Linked DNA regions of Mus musculus: all the other regions are linked to region 1. The links are chromatin contacts, called in public HiCAR-type and promoter capture Hi-C maps. All regions are on one chromosome and are shown on one strand. Each heading gives the region's core, a stretch centred on a gene start, on an enhancer-like site or on the middle of the called end of the contact. The rest is flanking DNA. Distances are from core to core; before and after follow the strand shown. Region 1 holds the start of Ugcg (UDP-glucose ceramide glucosyltransferase). Region 2 overlaps Snx30 (sorting nexin family member 30). Region 3 holds the start of Inip (INTS3 and NABP interacting protein). Region 4 overlaps E130308A19Rik (RIKEN cDNA E130308A19 gene).

The links. Promoter capture Hi-C pulls out the DNA fragments that hold promoters and counts their contacts. HiCAR-type assays count read pairs that join an accessible place to other places.
Region 2: a contact with region 1 is called in a HiCAR-type map of astrocytes, with 2.4 times the contacts expected there. The contact joins the enhancer-like site here to the promoter of Ugcg in region 1. A contact is called at or near these places in 2 of 39 promoter capture datasets (hippocampal neurons and pre-B cells), 2 of 115 datasets of contacts at active chromatin or transcription factors (astrocytes and double positive thymocytes) and 2 of 9 other capture datasets (adipose tissue and liver).
Region 3: a contact with region 1 is called in a promoter capture Hi-C map of pre-B cells, with 4 times the contacts expected there. The contact joins the promoter of Inip here to the promoter of Ugcg in region 1. A contact is called at or near these places in 3 of 39 promoter capture datasets (hippocampal neurons, liver and pre-B cells), 4 of 484 Hi-C or Micro-C datasets (embryonic stem cells, erythroblasts and nephron progenitors), 1 of 115 datasets of contacts at active chromatin or transcription factors (astrocytes) and 1 of 9 other capture datasets (liver).
Region 4: a contact with region 1 is called in a promoter capture Hi-C map of pre-B cells, with 3 times the contacts expected there. The contact joins the enhancer-like site here to the promoter of Ugcg in region 1. A contact is called at or near these places in 4 of 39 promoter capture datasets (the C10 cell line, embryonic stem cells, hippocampal neurons and 1 more), 1 of 115 datasets of contacts at active chromatin or transcription factors (large pre-B cells) and 1 of 9 other capture datasets (embryonic stem cells).

What each region holds. Positions count from the first base shown.
Region 1 is chr4:59,187,854-59,191,957 of GRCm38.p6, reverse strand. It overlaps Ugcg (UDP-glucose ceramide glucosyltransferase), which reads right to left and starts at 2,408. Exons shown (of 9, transcript NM_011673.3): 1 at 2,217-2,408. The coding sequence starts at 2,314.
Region 2 is chr4:59,877,694-59,881,797 of GRCm38.p6, reverse strand. Snx30 (sorting nexin family member 30) reads right to left here. Exons shown (of 9, transcript NM_172468.2): 4 at 2,418-2,576. Among named protein-coding and RNA genes, the nearest start is that of Slc46a2, 35 kb to the left of the region's middle. Within about 2 kb of position 1,872, at least 39 of the 459 cell types and tissues checked have an H3K27ac peak or open chromatin away from gene starts, as enhancers often do. A contact at or near this core is called in astrocytes, where this site is marked.
Region 3 is chr4:59,781,622-59,785,725 of GRCm38.p6, reverse strand. Inip (INTS3 and NABP interacting protein) reads left to right here and starts at 1,871. Exons shown (of 5, transcript NM_001013577.1): 1 at 1,871-1,998; 2 at 3,392-3,472. The coding sequence starts at 3,448.
Region 4 is chr4:59,727,037-59,731,140 of GRCm38.p6, reverse strand. All of the region lies in intron 2 of E130308A19Rik (RIKEN cDNA E130308A19 gene), which reads right to left. Among named protein-coding and RNA genes, the nearest start is that of Inip, 55 kb to the left of the region's middle. Within about 2 kb of position 2,045, at least 20 of the 459 cell types and tissues checked have an H3K27ac peak or open chromatin away from gene starts, as enhancers often do.

The sequences.
Region 1 (4,104 bases), core at 1,159-3,658:
AAGCAACTTAGTGGAACCAATAACTACATGGATGAAAATCAAAACAGAAGAAATAGTGAAGAATAAGGAACACAGAACAGGGAAATACCCATCACCTGACGGCCAGGACTAGGAATAGCTATCACATTTTATAAGGCAACATTGTAACAAAGATTAAAAGATGTATCATTTCTGGTCCAATACTTTTTCCCCCTAAGAAATGTGATTTAAAGAGATGCATGTATAAGAATTCATCACAGAGCAGGGGCATGGTGACGCACGCCTTTAATCCCAGCACTCCAGAGGCAGAGGCAGGCGGATTTCTGAGTTCGAGGCCAGCCTGGTCTACAAAGTGAGTTCCAGGACAGCCAGGGCTATACAGAGAAAACCTGTCTCGAGGGAAAAAAAAAAAAAGAATTCATCACAGGAACTAGCAATATATCTTAGGGATGAAGCACTTGCCCAAAATACAGAAGGCCCTGGGTTTGGTTCCCAGCACAGGAAAAAGCTAAGAAATACAAATATAACTGTTTCTTTTTAAGTGTTGCTTAAATCAACTGAATTGCCTACCAAAAACAATAAATGAATATTAAAAGCTCAGAAGCCAAAATGCCATGCATCTTCCTACACTAATGGAGAGAGCTCACACATTTGTTGATAGGAGAAAAACAATAGTCAGGTTGCTTTGCAGGCAGCTCCCGACAAGCAACAGCCTTGGGGTGTTTGGTTCTTCATGCTTAACTTCTAGCACCTAGAACAGTGCCCTGTACTGCTTATCAAACACCATTTAGTCAGTAGGGGAGATTTTAAAGCAGGCCATGGAACAACAGTCATGACATGGTACAATCTCCTCTCTCCTCTTCTGCCTGATATATATATACCTAATTGGGAAGGTAGGCAAAAATGGTTAACAAGGTAACGTTTTAGTATGTTATAACTATCTTCTTTATTCCTTTCTGTACTGTCTAAATTCCTGATAAAATAACTATTGCTTTTTAAAGAGCCCATGTAGTTAAAATGAATACTGCTTACATTTCTAAATTCCAAACGGGGTATGTTTTCTTTCACTTTCAAAAAAAACCCCACAAAACCCTGTCTGCTTATCTTATACAGGTGTTGTCTTTCTCGGCGTCAGGAAATGGCACACCAATCGGAGAAAAGCACATGTTTTCTATAGTGGAAAAAAAAAGTAACTGCCTAACGTCCTTCCCTGTTTTTCATTAACATACAGCCTATTCTAGCCTATCCCTATCTGGTAGTTTAAAATAAATAAATAAATAAATAAAAATAAATTTCCTCCCTCCTCTTTCAGGCTAAAATGCCAAGTGAGTTCATCTCTACACATTTAAACAGGCTTCATTTTAAAGACATTTCATTGATGGATCAAAACTCAGCCACCTATGTCATGTCTCTCTCCGCCCCTTCACTCTGTTCTGTTTTAGTCATGAGCTTTATAGGGAATAACCTTATTTAGATTTTTATCATGTTTCATCCTTCTAGAATGTAAGCTTCATGAGGGCAGGAGTTTTGTCCTGCTTTCTCACCTATGTCCCCAGCCCAACTCCAGGTGGTATCTAGTAGGCCTTAGGAGGTACCTGCCAAATGAAGAGATGTGTGTGGAAAACAGATTAAGGATGTAACTCCAAACAAGCCAATACATAAAGACTTGGAAAAAAGATAAATAAAGACATGATACTGAAATGCCACGCTGACAGGACTCGATGCTTTATAACACTGGCTCGGAGACGGACCTTCTTCAAGGCGGGCAGGTGCTACACACCTAGCTAAACACATAGCTCTTCTAGGAAGGAGGTAATCCACTGGGAAGCCTGGGGTGGTGGTGATCAGCTCCCGGAAGAGTGTAAAGGACCATCTCCATAATAGAGACGTGGCCGGCGCGGAGGGAGCGGAAAACCTCACAATACACCATACATCCTCGCCCAGATGGGAAGAAAAATCACACGAATCTCCTACACAATCAAACCAAGTAGACAACCCTCCACCAGACAGAGAAGCAGGCTCCTCTCCTAGAGCTCGGTAGTCGCCTGCAACCCAGGAGTCGGGTCGCGACTCCAGCGCGATTCCCTTTCCAGGACCCCGCGTCGCACCGCCCCAAGGAGACCGATTTAGGGGGCCGTTTGGGGATCAGCTTTCTCTATCCCCGCAAAACGCTACCCTCCACCGCACACACGCCTGCCAGTCCAGCTCGTCCCCGAGGCCCCGACCCTCCAACTCACGTGTAGATGATGGACATGAAATGCATCAGCCACAGCACCACGAAGAGCACGAAGCCGAACAAGGCCATTCCCTCCTGGGCCAGGTCCAGCAGCGCCATCCCCCGGCCCGCTGGCCCGGCCCGGCCCGCTCCGGCCGCCGCGGACAGCGCTGCCGCGGGAGGAGGACGCGGGGGCCGCCGGGTGCGGGGCGCGGGCCGCGAGTGGAAGGTGGGAGAGGAAGGGCCGGCGGGGCGGCGGGCGTGAGGACGGAAGGGGCGGGCAGGGCCTGCGCGCCCCCGGCCACTCGGCGCGCGCTCGGCACCGCGCACCCCTTAGCGTGCGCGCGCTGGTGTGCTGCGAGCGCAGGCTGACCGCGCTGCGCGCTCTAGGCGGCCGTTGCCGCGCGCTCGGGCTCCCGTGGTCCAGACCCTTGGGCTGCCGCTGCCGCCGCCGCCGCCGCCGCCGCCGCCGCCGCCGTCGCCGTCGTCCCTTTCGCTCGCCGCGGCTCTGCGTTCTGGTCCGTGCTCTCTGCCGGCGTCCGAATCCCGGCACGATGCGGTCCGCCCTGCCCCGCCCTCTGGAGCCCGGTGCCCGTGCCCCCGCCCCCGGGGCGGCGCCCTCGCGCCTCGGTGCCGGCCCGCGCGCCCACGGGTGGAGCTGCCCCCGCGTGCTCGCCGCCCGGCAGCTACCAACCGCTGCCGCCGCCCGCGCCCGCGGTCCCCCCCCCCCCTGCACTGTCTCTAAGCAGCACGCGCCGCCTCTACACTTTATCTTGGCCAAATCCGGAGGAGCCAAGAGACTGTGTTATTTAAGGAATCCCCAAACTCAGAATTGGAAGAATCGCTTGATGCTGAATTCGCGCAAGATTGTGCGTTCTCTAGGGCAGCTGAGTGTAATTTGGCTAAGATGTAGCCAAGAGAGTTATGGAAATGTAGCTAGTTCGAGCAGTGCTAGGCTGTTAAGTGTTGCCAGTACACCGCTGACAAACCATCTCATTCATAAATCTTGTATTATTTGCTGGGATGATAGATTTTAGTCATACTGGGTTAAATTACGTTACTCCATTTTTAAAAAGCTGTTAAATGTTGCTATTACTAAAACGTTTAATTATGCATGTGCACGATACTGAAAATGGGGAAATGAAGGCTAGGCTGTGTGAGAAGCCTGTATGTAGCCCAGTTACTTCTGGGACTGAAGCAGGAGAATTACCTGAACTTGAACACACAGGTTCCAGGCCAGGCTGGGCAAATTCAATGAATCCCTGTGGTGGAAAAACAAGAGTATTCTAACTTTAAGTCGCAACTGGGAGAAGCTAGTAGTAAATGTTTCCATTTGTTTCTTCAGCCTGGATACATCTATATTGTTTACAATTGTTCTGTGTTTAAACTGTTTATTATTCAAGTTACTTTTAAAAAATAATCCAAAAATGACGGGCAGTGGTGACATACACCTTTAATCCCAGCACTTGGGAAGCAGAGACAGGCAGATTTCTGAGTTCGAGGCCAGCCTGGTCTACAGAGTTCCAGGACAGCCAGGGCTACACAGAGAAACTCTGTCTCGAAAAAAGAAAAAGGAAAAAAAAAAAATCCTTAAGGTTTGCAGTGTCCTTTGTTCTACTGGTGAAAAATCAGTGGGAAAGAACCATGCTTCGAAATTAATTTCCAGTTGTTGAGAGTTACTGGTTAATAGAGTTACAGCAGGATGGAATCCATACATAGAAATAATAGCACAGGGTTTTAAATGCCACGATTGTGATTAATCAATTCTAAGGCCCACTTTTAAAGCATTCTTAACACATTTTCAATAATCCATTATTTTCAAGAATCCAAAATGGAAATGCATCTCACACTCAGTGACATCTTACAAATAAAAATAATAGGCCAGGTTTCTTTTTCTTAAAATGTGTTTG
Region 2 (4,104 bases), core at 623-3,122, 690 kb before region 1:
AGATTTATTTATTTATTATATGTGAGTACACTGTAGCTGTCTTCAGACACATCAGAAGAGGGCATTAGATCTCATTATGGATGGTTGTGAGCCATCATGTGATTGCTGGGATTTGAACTCAGGACCTCCAGAAAAGCAGTTGATGCTCTTAACCACTGAGCAATCTCTCTAGCCCAAAACTGGATTTTGATGGAGACACTGAAGGACCTTATTACTCATCTTTAAATAAAATCTTTGTCACACTGTTTAGCCCAGAAGTCTCAATTCATCTCTCTCCAAGATACACACAAGCTCCCACTGACTCTTCATGCAGAGTCCTAATGACCAGGAATCCAAGCCACAGCCCTCTCCTACTTCATCAGTAATGAGGATGGCCTGGGGCTTCGGAACAAAGGACCTGCAACCTCAGAGCCAACCTTCACTTTGGGAAAACAAGAAACTGGAAGAACCACACCCAAGCATCAGTATGCTGAGAAATGCTTACATTTAAACAGGTTCAACCTGTAGGGGGGGGCTAGTGCATGGGCAGCCACCGACTGAAGCTAAAAACAAAAACTGGACTTTGCCAGGTAGTTTCCATGAGTAGAGAACAGAATCTTCTGGGAGCCTTAAATGTCAGCAGCTGCTATCTGTACACATGTCTCTGTTTTCTTGTCATTTTAACACCCCCCCCCCAAAAAAAAAACCCAAACCAAAAACCCAAAACCTAAACTTCAAACCTTTGTCATTATATATGGCTTGATGCACAGATCTGAACTGAATGGGTTGGCTTGGGAGAAGCTGAGTGCCTGCGAGTCTGAGCATGTGACCCCATTTCTGCACAGTATGAGTGGACTGCCTTAGATTTCAGGCCAGTTCTGCCAACAGCAAGTGAAGCACAAAGCCAGTGAACAAGCAACCTGAGCTTGAACAGTCTAGGAACACACTGGAAGGCAACTGCTTTTCTGGCAAATGACTGGAACAGAGGAACCGAGTTGTCAGCAAGCAATGGCCAGGCCTTGTGAGCTAGAAAGAGGGGCCTTACGAGCCACAGGACCCGACTTCAAGTCCTAGTGATGTTGACTGAACACGTTTAATCTCTCTGAACTTCAGTTTCCTTGCCTGAAAAATGAAGCTGGTTACTTTCAAGGTTCTTGAGTGCCACTCCGCAGGTGCTCAGACAGGGAAGTGACTGTGAACAGGTAAGAATAAAAACTCGGCTCCATCAAAATCCACTTGATAAGGAGGCTGGCTTTGCCAGTGTGGTGCTGGGAATTCCTACTGGTTTCTTGAACAAAATCTATGCCTTAATGAATAACAACGAAGTAAATGTAAGTGAGTGGGAAGATTAAATGAATTTAAAGGAAGAAAAAAAAAAAAACAACAACCTCTGCTCAGGCTGACGTCATCAACCTAGATCAAACCTGGGGAGTCTGATGCCAGGTCATTCGTTATTGGCACATTTAAAACACAGTACAGTTTGGGAAAACGTTTCCAGGAAAGTCACTCCAATTCCAGGTGCACAATAAAGCTTAAGGCGTGACTACACAGACACTGTTTAAAAAGTCCGAGTGCCATGACGGTGGGTTCTGTCGTTAGAAGGCTTAGAATCTGCTGTGCTCTCTGACCAACCCAGCACAGAGGCCAGAAAGCACATGTGACAGCCCCCCTAAGAATGGGTTCTATTAACTGGGAACTAAAGATTAACAGTCTGGTGGGATAAACATTTTTGGGTGATTTGGGTGAGGTCTGTCTCTACAGCAAAAGGTGGGTGAGGTCTACCTCTACAGACAGAAAAAAAAAAAAAGTCACCAGATGGTTAACAATGTCCACTCCCAGTCTTCTGGCTGAAAAACAGCTAATTCCTCTTTTGAGGAGAGGACTCTTTGTGTTTAATATTCCTGGTTCCCTGGTACTCTGTGGGTGCAAGGACCTTTGTGCACACCTTGGTGTATAAGTATCTGGCATGTGGAGGTCAGAGATCAACCTTGTAGAACTGAATCTTTTCACATTTACATGGGCCCTGAAGAGAACACTTGGCTCCTTAGGTCTTTGTAGTGAATACCTGACCCACTGAACCATCTTGCCAGCCCTGAAGAACACTCTTACCAAACACTCGGAATGCTTTCTCTTTTGTGCCTATTGTTGGTAAGCCTGCCAACCTACTAACACTGCCAAGAAGTGTTTAATGGGCACTTCTGCTTTTGGTAAGTGAGAACATTGACTTTCATTGCTGCTGCAAAGGGGGGTGCAGCCTATTATCCTGCCAGATTCTAAAAGAAACTGTGCCAATGCAACGGGCACCAGGAAAGTAGAAGGCCTTTGTGATGTCCAGCTCAGGGGACCACAAGTGGAAGTGGCTCGTGGAAGAGCAAAGCAGTGTTCGAGGAGCCTGAGAACGAGCATTTAGAGGGACACACACAAAATCCTGCCTGTACCTTAGCAGTGAGGAACACATTGAAGTGTTCATTGAAAGAGAGCACGGGGTGATCTGTAATCCTTTTTAGGAATTTGTCCAGCGCTTTTCTTCTGGTCTCCACAAACTCTTCTGAGAAGCGATCCACAACACCCTTCACCACAAACTTCTCAGGAAGCGGCTAGAAGACAAGAGGACAACAGAGTCATCAAAACGTAATCACGAGGGAGCACGGGAGCATGGGAGTGTGGGAGCACGGGAGCATGGGAAGCTGACCAGGCCACCAAATCCCTCCTGCCAGTCTGTCCAAGAACAGAGTTGGGTGTCAAGGCAGGATCTCATATAGTCCAGGTTAGCTTTAAACTCGATATGTGCCTGAAGATGACCTTGAACTTCTGCCCTCACCCTCAGCCTGAGACTACATTTTAGTACCCGGTCACTTTATGCCGGGCACTTTACCAACTGAGCTACATTTCCAACCCACAAACAGTAGTTCTAATCTGTTAAATCTTTATGTTATCATCAAAGATTCTTGGGACCTGCAGCTGCAGCAAATCACAAGTGCCCTGTCAGCACAAAACACTATCACACAAGCCCCTGACAGACCGAGAAGCCAACACCTGTTCAGGAAATGCAGCTGCTCTGTCCACAGACGCAGAGAAGGTACAAAGAGAAAGGGGAAAGACAAAGTCTAGGAAAAGAGAGCAAAGGCCGGGCAGACACTGTAGTTGGGAAAGTACCTACAGTACAAGTACAGGGATCTGAGTTCAAGTCCCGGAACCCACGTTTTAAATGAAGGCCAGGCGTAGTGGTGCGTATCTGTGGCACAGTGCTGAGACCGCAGAGACAGGCAGCTCCTTGGGGCTCACTGGGCAGCCAGCCTTGCCTACTCCGTAAGCTACTGCCCTGTGAAAAACTATGTGTCCACCTACCCCCACCCCCACTCTTCCCCCAAAAAAGAAAGGAAAGGGGTAGAAAATGTCAGAGGAACACCACCCAGGGCAGTCCTCCATGCCCACACAGCCAGAGACACACGTACCTACACTAGCTACCCTACACACATACAGACACACAAAGATACACTAAAGAAGGGGGGCAGACAATATTGAGCGCAAAAAAATGTATTAAAATAGATTAAGATTTTGTTCCCAGTTCACAGGGTACAAGAACACAGTAAATAAAGAAATAAGGAAGTAGGCACACTCCCACAGCTGAAGACGGTGTTAATTTCCCTTTTAGGTTTGTAATCAAAATGTACTTTTCTTTGCTTCTCTCATTCAATCAAATTTCTCTATCATAAATCTGTGAGCAGATACTGTTGAACAATTTAAATTACCCGCTCACCCAGGGACCTTTGATCTTCAATTTATTTCCTTGGTAGCTTGCTCAAGCACGTAGTTAAAGGTGTCTTTTTTACTTCTCGACAGGGAAAAGTGACTACTATGTACAACCTAAAAATATTTGCATTCTGACAAAAATAAAATTAAATTCAAAAGTTTGGGAGGATATAGACAAGAGGAAAGCCTTACCTGCCTACACCGTAGGGAGGTGAACCAGTTGTTATAATGAAACCCAGTGGAGTTTCTGCAGTAAACTAAAAACTGCCTTCCCTTGATAGCAAAGTAACGTCTTTAATCCTAGCACTCCAGAGAGCAGAGGCAGGAAGATCTCCGAGTTCCAGGCCATCCAAGGCTGCACTGTAAGACTGT
Region 3 (4,104 bases), core at 622-3,121, 590 kb before region 1:
TATTTTCATTAGTTACTGGAACTGGATGTGAAGGCTCAGGCCTGTAAGTGCCAGCATTCAGGAAGTTGAGACAGGAGTTTTCCCATCTGCAGCCTGGGCTACAAAGTGAGTTCAAGGACAGCCTCTGTGTATCAAAACCCTGTCTCAACGGGGGTGGGGTGGGGTGGGGAATCACAATGAGCTGGTTCCAGAGGAATCCCTAATACTTTGACCCTTTAATGCAGTTCCTCACGTTGTGGTGACTCCAGACATAAGATTATTTTCTCTGCTGTTTCATAACTGTAATTTTGCTTCTGTTATGAATCATAGTGTAAATATCTGATATGAAGGATACCTTATATGTTATCCCTGTACACAAGTTGAAAACTGCTATTCTAGGGCAAAGACAATATTCAGAAGTTAAGAATTTGGTAGAGTTTTGGGGTTTTAGCTCAGCTCATTGCTGGATACAATGTAGTAACACCTCTGCTTCCCATATACAAATCACAGGAAGGCATAAACTAATGTAGAGCAAGCACCTAGCACGTGGAAAACATGCAACAATTTTTTTTTTCTGTGAACTAAGTAAATCTTTGGTATTGAACTTACTGTTTCAGTCCTGGACTGTGCATTGTAAACATTAGCAAACATCAATTATTATTTTAGAAATAAGGTTTAAGTAGTCAATACTGACCTTAAACTTGCTATGTTCCTTGTTCAAGCTACATACCTTGGACAAAAGATCCTCTTCCCACTAAATTCCCAAGGCTGGATTAAGAAGTATACACTACCATGCCCAATTTTATGTGGTGTGAGGTATCAAATTCAGGGCCTCCTGTGTCCTAGACAAGGACTCTACCAATTTAGCTACATCTCCAACATCCCAAATATTAATTAAGAGCACAGGTGCAAGTTGTGGAGAGTGGTTGATAATCACAGAACAAATACACCTTAAAACATATTTATGTCTTTTGCATTTCTGTTTATTTGTTTGTTTGTTTGCAAATAGGGTTTCTCTGGGTAGCCCTGGCTGTCCTGGAACTCGCTTTGAAGGTTGGCCTTGAATTCATAGAGCTATGCCTGGCTCTGCCCCCCCCCCCCCCCCCCCACGCCACCACCGCCTGGCAAACGCTTTTACGTCTTAAGGTAAACGTCTGGATTTAGCGTGAGGCTATGCAGCATAGGGTAACTTCCAGTAGCATCTTGGTGTGGCGTTCACTCTTTTGTTTGTTTGCTTTTGAGTCGGGGGTTTCTCTGTGTAATCCTGACTGTCCTGGAGTTTGCTATGCAGACCTGGATGGCCTCAAACTTCGAGAGATCCGAGATCCGTCTCTGCCTCCAAGAGTGCTGGGATCAAAAGCATGCCTCACTGCTCTCAGCCGACACTTTCATTTTTAAAATTCAGATTATGCACACTAGTGAAAACTTGTACCTATTTAGTGCTCACCTTGTGTATAATTATTGACTCAGACGGTAAACAACAAAAATATTCCTGGGATGGTTGTTAAAACCTGAAAGTGTGCTCAACCTCCCTCTGAAGCTCTACTGAAGTGGATTAACATCAGGGTTAAATAAATCCTGACAGACAGACAGACAGACAGACAGACAGACAGACAGACAGACAGCTAATCTCCTGCAAACCTGAAGGGGAAAAAAAAAGAATCAATTTAGGTGCTAGGGACCCTGCTCTATTCCTGCCAATCAGCGTTTGGCTCCGCCCCCAATTGTACGGCCTGCATCTCCCGTGAGCCTCTTCGACTGTCATTCTTCGGAAGGGAAACCCTTTCCGGCCGAAGAAACGCTTAAACTACGAATCACTTGGGGTAGCGTCCGTTGCGTCCAGTCGATAGGCGGGACTTCCGCTTCCAGGGGGCCCGTCAGTCAGGAGGCGGAAGTTGGTGCCGGCGGGAAGGTTGTAGCGCGGTGCATTGCTGCACTCTCGCCGGGTTCTGCGTGGGCGCGCCCCCCTGCACGGCTGCGACCGGACAGCGAGCTTTCTCCAGGCTCCTCGCATTCCGGGTAAGTAAAAAGGACTGGTGACGCCAAGAGAAGGGTGGCCCGAACGCTGGCCACGGGGCAGCGGCCTCGCGCGGCATAGTGTGCGAGGGTTTCTCACTTCCCGTTGGGTTTCGCCCACCCCGCGCGCGGGCGGGGACTCCTGGGTCACCCTGACCCTTTCTCAGGGTGGCCTTGATAGCCTTCGGTACGAGCTCGGCTTCGCCCATGCCGTGCTCCAGCCCCAGCCGTGGGAGACGCGAGTCCTTTCCACCCGGCATCTGCTTAGAGCTCGTGTCTTCGCTCAACAATAGTTCTCTACTTCCGCAATCCCGTTCGCGCCTTGTTTTGTTTTGAGTCAGGGTCGGGCTGTGTAGCCCTGGTTGGCCGGGTACTCGGGGTTCTTCTGCCTCATCTTCCAGAGGGCTGGAATTACCGCTATGCGCGGTCACGTTTTTAAAGAGCACATTTGTTAAATTAGTTTTCCTTCCCCCGCCCCCTCCATCCCCAATCCCGTGTGATTACTTGAATGAAACTCAAGGGTCGAGGAGTTTGTCTTGTGATTCCGGCGTGGCCAAATGCAAAACTTTTATTTCTAAACTTAGAGATGAGCAGGCTTGGGGTTGGAGAGGTGGCTCAGCCGGTAAGAGCACTTGCCCAAGCATTAGGGTCTGTGTTGGAATCTCCCGGCATCCATGGCCGAAGACAGACACCTGCACCCCAGAGCTGAGGGAAGGCAGAGACGGAGGATCGGTGAGGGTGGCAGCCTAGCTCCGGGCTCAGTGAGAGACCCTGTTTTCAAGGGAAGAAGGTAGAGAGTGATAGCACAAGGCATCTGATGCCTTTTCCTGCCCTGCTCACACATGCACCACACACACAAAGGAACCAGGAGTCCAGGTTTCCTTACTAGTTTTGTGACTGTTGGCCTCCACGTACATAAAAATGCTCATTAAAAAACATTTTTGGGGACACATCTTACACAATATATGGCGCAGAGTAGATACTTGTTAGGTTGGTTGGTTCTTTCTTTCCTTCTTTCTTTCACCAGCACAGCAAATGCTGGAATTTGTTTTTTAAATGAACGGAGAGTGCTTTTTATAGAATTTTATTTTTCTTCCTAGCACTGATTATGTGGATACTTTACAAAAGGTTGATATATTTGGTAAATACATCTTGATGATGTAAATTAAAAGTTATGCTAAATGTTGGTATTAACAACTTAAGTCCTAGAAAAAAAAAATGTTCATTTAATGAAGTGCATGAGGAATTTGCAGAGCTAAATTTCTGATTTAAGTCTGTGTTTTTTACGTGTATCTTTCTTAAGAGACTAAGAAACCAAACTCAGCCTAGCTGTTCTTTTTTGAGTCTGTAATTTAAGGCCAGTGCATTTTATGTGTGCACAAAAATTTTTTTACAGATGATTGTAAAGTCCTGATCAGTGGCCACTGAATATAATTGACCCAGAATAGGAAGATGGCAGCAAATCCTTCAGGACAAGGTAATGCATGCTGGGACTTCTGTTATTACTAGGAACGTTCTCCCATACAGTAAATATATTTGAGGTAGAGAAAATTTAGTATAGAGCAGTTACTGCATCCAGAATTATGAATAGCAAAGTGGAATCTCCCAATTTAAAATCAGTTTAGCACTGTATTAGCAACATATTTTTTAACATTACTAATTCTTTACTTTAACCTGTCAAGATTAGTGATTCACATCGTAAACTTTTTTCCTTCTATTTACTTTTGTATAGCGTGCATCTGTGTATCTGCATGTTTGCATGTGTATGGGTGCATGTGTGTGTAGGGGTGGGCGTGCATGTGGAGACTAGAGGTTAACATCGAGGATCATCTTCCAGCACTTTGCACCTAATTCATTGAGGCAGGGTCTCTCAGTCAAATCCAGGGCTTGCCCATTGGCTACTCTCGCTAGCCAGCTTTCTCTACCGTTCCCCTCTCTGCCTTCCAAGGCTGAAATTATGCTACATATATGTGGGTTCTCGGGATCTAAACCCTGGTCCTCATGATTTTTGGGAACAAGTGCTTAACCACTGAACCACCTCCCCAGCCCACATCATAAACTGTATCCTCTGGCATCTGTTTTCTTGCTTTTAAAACCGTTGTCAGATAA
Region 4 (4,104 bases), core at 796-3,295, 540 kb before region 1:
TATTCTTAATCGTGTATGTGTGTGTGTGTGTGTTTGCAAGTGCCCTCTGAAGCTAGAGGTATCAGATCCCCTAGAACTAAGTTATAAGCTGCTCGACACCAATGCTTGGACCTGAACTTAGGTCCTCTGGAAGAGCAACGTATACTCTTTAACTATTGAGCTACACACACACACACACACACACACACACACACACACACACACACACACACCCAGCTCCTATCCTCCTCCTCCTCCTCCTCCTCCTCCTCCTCCTCCTCCTCCAATAATTTTAGTGACTCAACAAAGATGTCTGGGATTAAGCACTGAGGAACTATTTCTTTTTTGCTTAACGAGGAATGTAAAACATGCTAAATGTAATAAACAACATATGAAGATGCCTACCTAAAAACACGTTTTTGAAAATAAGGAAACCTAGGATCTGACATATATATTTCTTTTGTTTTTGTTTTCCGAGACAGGGTTTCTCAGTAGAACAGCCCTTGTTGTCCTGGGCTCACTTTGTAGACCAGGCTGGCCTCAAATTCACAGAGATCCACCTGTCTGTCTCCTGAATTCTGGAATTAAATGTGTGTGTCATGATGCTCAGCTTTACGGCATACATAATTTTAATGTGTATCAGGGTTTTACCTGCACGTATGTCTGTGCACCACGAATGTACCTGGTGCCTGCAGAGACCAGAAGGCATGTCAAATCCCCTGGGACTGGAGTAAAGGCAGTTGTGAGGGGCGCCGTGGGTGCTGGGAAACAAACCCAGGTCCTCTGGAAGCATGTGCTAATAACTGCTGGACCGTCTCTCCAATTTGCCGCTACGTATTTAGATCTGTACAACTCTGTATGCGTTTACAAAGCATGGAATCCTTTTGTGGAGGTAAGGGGCTAACAGAGGTCTACATACAGAGAGAAAACGAACCTGGTGTTTGCATTGCGCTGGCTCTCTCTCTCTCTCTCTCTCTCTCTCTCTCTCTCTCTCTCTCTCTCATTCCTCTCTCTCCTGTTACATGAGAGGTAGATTGGAGAGGATAAGTTATTCACGTCCACCTTCTGCTATGTGGTTAATTTTAGGCTAGCCTGAGGTACATATTGTCTCAAACATGGAAAAAATAAAATAAAAGGGGGTTCTATAAACATAAACCTGGTTCAGTGCTCGCATGTAGCGCTGGACAAAGGGATGTGAGACAAAGGGATCCTAAGGGCTCTGTGGCCAGGAAATTGAGCTAAAATTTCGAGCTCCTGGCTCACGGAGAGATCCTGTCTCAAAAGTTAAGTGGTGAAGCAACTGACAAGAACTTGACTTTGTTGGCACACACACACACACACACACACACACACACACACACACCACAGACACGCCTGCATACCCTCCCACAATAAATAAACAAACAAATAAATGCTGTGGAACATCCTATTCCATAAATTGGCCTGGAACTACAGGAAGACCATGAATAACCCAGCTACAGAGCTACAAAAGAATTTTATTACCTGCTTGTGTAAATAGCTGTGTGTATAAATGCTTCCTCTTTCAGTACTGTTCCCTTCATGGTTACATGCATGTATATGGAGTCCCTGGCTCTGTACATAGTGATAATATCCCAGGACCACTGCAGTATACCAGGCCAACAACTTGATTCTTTTTTTTCAAATTGGGACCTGCTTTTTTAAATTGGTAAAGTTACAAAAACAGCTACTTTGCAGAAAATAGTTTATTAACTGAAAACTGGTTGTCAGATCCAAATATAGAAAAGACAGTGTGACTGAACAGGCGCTCACTGGAGACACCATCAACACCCATTAGCTGAATTTATTGGGTTGCTTATTTCCATAAAGTTTAGGCTGTACCAACAAATGTATACATAAATAAAAACAACAACAGAAAAATCTCACTACATTAGAGGCAAATGTTATATACATGATGGAACCGACCACTGGGACACAAAACTAGAGTTTTATTTAAAGCACAAGTACACAGACAGTAATGAAGGCAGAACAGTGAGCTGAGAAAAATGAAACATCTTAGTGTGAAAGGTCAGTGAGCAGCAAAACAAAAATGAAAGTGATACCATATATACTCTTGGTCACAAAAGTTCTGTATTACAAACACTGACAGGCAGAGGATCACCTGACTAGAGAGCATCATACATCTGACATGTTAACACATGGTTCTCTCACCTGGACTCACCTTTCTCTGCTTCCCATCACAAGTTATAACTGTAGCAGCTTAAAGACATTTTAAAATATGACACGAGTGACAGAGACACATGTTTTTCCCACATAAATCATATAGAAGCCAGGGGCTAAAAGACACACAGGAAGATGCCAATCGACCAACTTGGGCAAGTCACACCCCCCCGCCCCCCCCCCCCCCCCAAAGCACGGCACAGCCCTCTGTGGTTTCAATGACATCCCTTAAGCATTAATTATGATTACGGTATTTCCAAACAGACGCCTGGTCTTAACCATAAAACAACAATGATAAGTCTGTCTTTTTATTCCCTAAGTACTTAGGGATGGAAGAAAAGGAGCTGCAAACACATCTCTACAACTTAGAAGCAGAACAGAGGACCTCCCTGGAGCAGAATACAGCCTCCATCCCACTAAGGCATGAGATTCTTCCTTGCAGTCGACACTTGCATCACATACTGATTCTGGTAAATTTAAGTAGGGCCATCCATTCAGTCTCCTCGCCAGACCTATGGGATTTTAGTTACATGTTTACATTACTGCATAGGAGAGGGAAATGATCCCTTAGTACAAGGTTGATCTGGCAACTCTGTGTCCAACTTTTGCAACAAGTATGTTTACAGTCATGGGGGAAATAGAAACAATAAATTAAAAACCTACCAAGTATACATACGGTTTGTTCAAAAAACTACAGTAGGACATAAAGGTCTTAGGATAGGGAGATATTCAAAACAGAAGATCCGAGGGTGGAAAAACAGCTGGAAGCAGGATTCAAACACATGCCCACTGTGAACCCAGAGACTTCATCACTGAAGCCATGCAGTTGTTGGTGTCTGAAATCTCCCAATACCAGAATCAAGAAACGCTGCGGTTCGGCTCTGGGGCTGGGTGAGCACAGCAGAGTTGTGCTGCACCACACGGACCTCAGTTCCTTTTTATTGCTTCCTCCCCCCCCCACCGCCCCCCGTAGGGGCGGACATTCAAAGCATATTCTGGTAGGCATGAGCAGGTAAATCACGCTGTGACCCTTTAATACAGTTCCTCATATAATGGTGACCCCCCACCATAGAATTATTTTTATTGCTACTTCCTAACTGTAATTCTGCTACTGTTATGAACTGTTAATATAAATATCTGGTATGCAGGATATCTGATATGTGAACCACGTGAAAGGGTCATTCAACACCCCCAAAAGGGTCACAATCCATAGGTTGAGAACTGCTGCTCTAAGCAAAGACATGGCAGGGGCCTTGACGAATTAGTTTTAATTATCTTAGAATTAAATCAGTAATTCTAGCACCAATGTGTCCAAACACAGCACTGGTTGTCACTATGCCCCTGACAGCCACACAAAAAGCTTCTGTGTAGCTAAGGAGATTATTCCTTCATGAAAGGAATCCTGTAATTATTACCTATTGAACTGATGGGGGGGGGGCTGCAGTAAGGGAGGGATTTTCGCATGTTGGTGTAAAAGGCTCTTTCAGAAGCAGCCTTCTTTGCTTAATATTTTATGACAGTCTAAGTAAGAGTGTGATGGTATTTGCCCCGTGTTGACTATAGAGTGAGTGCAGTAGATGGAGTTAGTCTGTTGGAGCAGCTTTCTTCCTGTCTTTGGAGTGTGTGTGGTGCCACCAAGTAGAGAAGGAAACACCAGGGACTGAATGGACAGACAGGTAAAAAGACCTGATGGATATAAGGCCGTGAACCACCTCAGCCCTAAGCAAATGCTTGACACAAAAGCTGACATTAGGTATACATTAAATTTAAATGTCTTATTCAGATTCAATTTTTATTATCTTTGATTATGTGTAAGTATGTGCAGAGGTTTTGGCCTGTAGCTAGAATTACAGACACCTGATATGTGGGACTATCATATATATATATATATATATATATATGATAGCTGGGACTCAAACTCAGGTC